Linked DNA regions of Danio rerio: region 2 is linked to region 1. Evidence: chromatin contacts called from public Micro-C data. All regions are on one chromosome and are shown on one strand. Each heading gives the region's core, a stretch centred on a gene start, on an enhancer-like site or on the middle of the called end of the contact. The rest is flanking DNA. Distances are from core to core; before and after follow the strand shown. Region 1 overlaps map4k3a (mitogen-activated protein kinase kinase kinase kinase 3a). Region 2 holds the start of tmem178a (transmembrane protein 178a).

Evidence for each region. Hi-C and Micro-C count contacts between places; a contact is called where the count stands out from the background.
Region 2: a contact with region 1 is called in a Micro-C map of caudal fin, with 4 times the contacts expected there. The contact joins the promoter of tmem178a here to the enhancer-like site in region 1. A contact is called at or near these places in 2 of 18 Hi-C or Micro-C datasets (caudal fin and an unstated tissue).

Annotation. Positions count from the first base shown.
Region 1 is chr11:32,627,700-32,630,399 of GRCz12tu, forward strand. It overlaps map4k3a (mitogen-activated protein kinase kinase kinase kinase 3a), which reads right to left. Exons shown (of 33, transcript XM_073916889.1): 20 at 944-1,041. Among named protein-coding and RNA genes, the nearest start is that of pecr, 28 kb to the left of the region's middle. Within about 2 kb of position 1,387, at least 2 of the 62 cell types and tissues checked have an H3K27ac peak or open chromatin away from gene starts, as enhancers often do. A contact at or near this core is called in caudal fin, where this site is marked.
Region 2 is chr11:32,748,977-32,751,676 of GRCz12tu, forward strand. It overlaps tmem178a (transmembrane protein 178a), which reads left to right and starts at 1,327. Exons shown (of 4, transcript NM_001076640.1): 1 at 1,327-2,046. The coding sequence starts at 1,635.

The sequences.
Region 1 (2,700 bases), core at 137-2,636:
ACAATAATAAGATTTGTGAATTTAAATGACAACTTAAAAACATTTCAGTAAAATAATGAAAAAACAGAAAAGAATAAGATTATATAAAAATGCAGTGCAAATATGAATATAATTAAACAAATATAATATTTCACTTTTTATTAAATAAAATTACATTTTTACTACTTTTTTACTATTATTAATATATAGAATTATATACGATGTCAACGGCAATAATAATGTTACATATATTTAAAATTTACTTTATATACCTTATAAATAATATAAAACACAAAAATAACTGAAATTAAATTACTACTTAAAATATTTTTGTAAAATGAAAAATCATATAATTTACTTATATAAAATGCATTTTCAAATATGCATACAATTAAATGTTTCACTTTTTATTAAATAAAATTTATTTTGTACAATTTTACTATTATTACTACATAGAATTATATGCAATATTAATAGAAATTGAAATATGTAACACATATTTAATATTTACTTTATATACCTTGTAATCAACATGATACACAATAATAAGTAAATAAATAATAAATAAATAATACAAAACTAAAAAAATAAGATAATTATATAAAATGTGCAAATATGCATATAATAATATTTCACTCTTTATTAAATAAAATTAATTTTGTTACTAATATTTTAATATTAGTACTTAACAGCAGTATAATGCATATTTCGGATTTACTTTATCTGCCTAATACTTATTATAATAAACAATATTAAGTATAACTGTGAAATTAAATAACTAATTAAATACAAATATTTAAACACACACACACACACACACACACACACACACACACACACACACACACACACACACACACACACACACACACACACACACACACACACACACACACACACACACACAATTACAAGAAAATAGCATTGCAGTTCACTAATTGTATTGACTAAAATGAAGCAATACTGGAAAATCTTTCTTGTCCTTTGGTACAGGAACAGCAGGGGGCATCGTGGACTGTCTCTCTGTTGACGCAGAGTGTTCAGATGGGCTTATTCCATTACCTGCAAATAAGAAAGCATATATGCACAGTTCAGTCACAAGGTTTTGTTAAGAAAGCTTAAAAGATATTTTAAACAGGTATACAGGGGGGACACACACCTAAGGAAGTGTGCTTTATGCCTGCAATTACATTAGAAGGTCAGCATTATCAGCATTGTTTCCTAAGCTACTGTTGTGATTTGCACACTAAGACACAATAGAAGCTAGTCAAGCGTGTGAATCAAAAAACACGACTGTGACAATGACTGACAGCAGAACAAAGATCTGACAAGGGAAAGATGACAGGGGTGGAGTGGGTGTTTTATGATGTCTTCAAGAGGGCGTATGACATTTCACATGCCAACACCGCTTCTCTTCAAGAGGGCGAGAGAAAAGAATGGCATGTGATCTCACTAGCGACTAACTAGAGGCACGAACACTAGGATGGTCTGGAAATGGGTTTAGGGCAGGGGTTTAAGCGTTATTACAGGGCAGACCCTCCAGTATCTTGTGATCGAAGGATTTAACGAAATCAAAGAAATGTCATTAAATTTAGAGGAGATTGACATTTTTTTTAATTGCTGTGCAGCATTGGCACTCACAATGCATTGCTTAGAGCTCCAATCTGATTCGTTACTCGTTCGTTGTTTTTAGATGTGGCCAATAATACATTTCCAGTTTGAACTGATCTACACAACGAGGACTTTTACTAAGCAAAGTGCTGTATGTCCGACAGATTGAAATATTCATGTATCTTTCTCTATTTATCCCTTTTAATGCACTTTAATTCTTTTTTATACTCCGCTTTTAATTATTTTATTTAAAGCACTTTGAATTACCATTGTGTATAAAATGTGTAATATAAATAAAATTGGCTTACATACTCCATGTGTAAATGTAAATAAAGCATGCCAGCAGGTTAAGTTAGGTCTCCACAGACTTCAGTGTGTATTTGACAAGCTATGAATTGCTTGATTTGCTGGAACTAGTATCGATGTGTTTCATTTTCTAAAATCTCAAATAAATGTTCTGTGATAAAACACTGACAACGGTGTATTTGGCTTGATGGCAAAGTGCAATTTATCCAAAATAAATAATGTTATAATATATAATAGAGTGTTGTGGTAACGCATTACAAGTAACTTGAGTCACGTAATTACAGTATATTACTTTTCCAGGTAAAAAATAAGTAATAATATTTGAGTCACTTTTTTGAAAATGTAATGTGAGTTACTGTTTAGATTAGACTTTTTTGAATGCATTGAAGAAAAAGAAAAGGGATAGTCTCAATGGACAGTGATTTTACTTAAGACAAATACACAAGTAGCAAACATCTTACTTTAAACTTTCACTAATCTGTAAATACATCATGTAAAGCCAGGAAGTTCTCAGATAACACTATCCTAAAATATTATTTTGCTGTGTTTTTTATAAAGTTAAATGCAGGTGTATGTTATAAAGTGCATTGTTAATTGCAGAACACTTCTAATAAAAAAATAAGTCCTGAAAGAGATCAAGCTTCAGCTCAGCCAGATAATAAATAAATAAATAAATATTAATTTTTTTATTTACAATTTTTTAATACTACCTACAGCCATATACTCTATACAATGTATTGCAGAACTTCTTTTTCTCCATAATTTAGATTCTTATTGTTATTATTATTTTTAAGGTCACAAATG
Region 2 (2,700 bases), core at 77-2,576, 120 kb after region 1:
CAATCACCATCATTTTTGCAATTTTCTGCTCCTCTATTTTTGTATGTCTGTTTGTGATAGACAGACAGATATAGATAGATAGATAGATAGATAGATAGATAGATAGATAGATAGATAGATAGATAGATAGATAGATAGATAGATAGATAGATAGATAGATAGATAGATAGATAGATAGATAGATAGATAGATAGATAGATAGATAGATAGATAGATAGATAGATAGATAGATAGATGGACAATAAGTCTCTTTTTAAAAAATTTCTTACATTAAAATAGGATCCAACTCCCTCCCATGCAAAGTTAAACGTGCGCTGTGTGTTCGGTGTGTGTGTGTGTGTGTGTGTTTGTGCATGAACATTGTAATGACATTGTGTCTGACTCATCATTGCAGAAAGGCTTGAATAAACTCCACAACAGATACATCAAATAATTAATAACTGGTTATCTGGTTATCTGACACAGCCGGAGACTGAGGCACACTCTGACAGTCACGTGGGAAGGTTGGGCGGGGAGAACCAGCATTAAAGGCACAGGCAACAAAAACAGCAACATTGTGTTCAGAGCAGAAAACTCCAATATTCTTAAAGGTATAATGAATAATTTGATGAGTACTTTGAGCTGAAACTTTACAGAGACATTCTGAAGACACAAAAGACTTTGAAAAAGGGGTAAAATAGGTGCCCTTTAAAACATGTTCATATGCAAATATGAAATAACAGTTTTGTTTATATCGAAGTTATTTGTACTCAATTGTTGATTAGTCTCGAAATAGTTGTTAAATTTTTTGTACATTTCATTTAATAAAATGTATAGAGCCTATATAAATCATATTTTGACCTTGCTATTTTCTTACAATTTTTTTTTAATTACCCAAATACCATATCTGTGAGAAGAAAAAAATACCCAAACATCATATCTGTGAAATAAAATTTAATAATTCATGTGTGAACATTGACGTGAATTCAACATATAAAAATAATCAAACTTTAAATTTTAGAAAATACATGAATCTAAGTTAGATATTAATAGATATTTATTAAATCAGACACTGCCCAATAATTACCTTAGTGCACGATAATATACTGCTAAACCTTTATTTAGTATATTTCAAAGTCTAAGTACATAAATTGTTTCCCCCTCTTTGCATAACGGTCTTCTGCTGCATTTATGCTTGGCTAGCCAAACTGTAGTCACCACCACCATCATCATCATCATCACCATCATAACAGTTCAGTCGCGCGCTCGCCTGTCTCCTTGACACACCCTTAGCTATTGTTGGCACAGTAGGCGCGCGACAACCTTGACATTCCCACACGCGCGTTCAGTTGTACGGAGAAATTTTGTTCTGCGTGGATGCAAAACCTCCTCGGGAAGGAGTTAAAGACGGACAAGCGGCTACACTGCGGCTAAAAGAAGATGCACAGACGCCGAAGGCAGTGCAGGTAAACACGCACGCACGGCCATCGCGCATCCCCATATAGATGCCCACGGCACCGCACGCGCAGACACACTCCGCTCATCCACCTGTAATGACAGATCGCTGCCCAAAGCGGTGCATTGTCCCAGGAAACGGCGAGGAAAGTCCGCTTCGCGTGAGAGATGACTGAGTGAGTTGCGCGGATGTTGGAGACATGGAGAAACGGGCTCTTGTAACGGCGATCAGCTTGTCCATGAGCCTGCTCGCGCTCATGCTGCTGGTCACTGCGATCTTCACCGATCACTGGTACGAGACCGACACCAGGAGACACAAGGAGAACTGCGACCAGTACGGGTCCGAGTCCAACGACCAGAAGAACAGGGAGATGCCCATCTATCACCTGCCTCTGGTGGACAGCGGGAACGCGAAGCGCAACCTGGCGCTCATGAAGCCCATTCACGTTGGGAGTCGAGAGGAGGAACTGTTGGAGAACTGGAGGGCGATTTTGGGCATGGGCATTTTGGAGACGGAGTGCGGGCGCCCGCTTTTCTCCACCTATTCGGGACTATGGAGGAAATGCTACTTCCAGGGAATGGACAGGGATATTGACAAACTCATTTTGAAGGGTAAGGCTTAGGTGGAAAGTTCATTTCGATGCAAAATATACAGAGGAAAAAATGTGTGCTTAGTTGGGTGTGAAGCGGTTTAGTGCCAGCCAACAGAACTAAACGAAGTTCGAGACTTTTCTTTTTTCTACTACCCTAACACAAAAGAGTTCCCTGCGCTAAATCTAACGCACGTCCGAATGTCAAACAAATAATTCTCATGAGTCGACTCTAACAGCATTCAGCGCAACCAGAGTAGTTCCATTAGTTCCAAACGAATGATTGTAATGAGCTGGCTATGTAATAGTTGTTTTTGATGAATCAACACACCTACAGTAGCTATTAACCAATCAATAAATAAGACAGACAGGTTTTAACCTAAGGGTGTTGGGCAGGGGGTGGATCTGAGTAACAGGGGCCTTGGAGAGAGAGAGTGGGGGTCAGCATAATGATACCCTGCTACTGATAATCTATAACAATAATGTGGACATGCCGCTCTACCAAATGGCTGAACATATTTTTACTGTTTTAAATAATGACTGTTAAAGCAATTTAAAGAATGACTATTACACACAGCACAGTTGGTTTACAAAACAAATCAAATCAAACATAATCCTGTTGCACTACTACACTTGATTTTAGTTATATTGGAAAAACAAACAAACAAGAAAACAT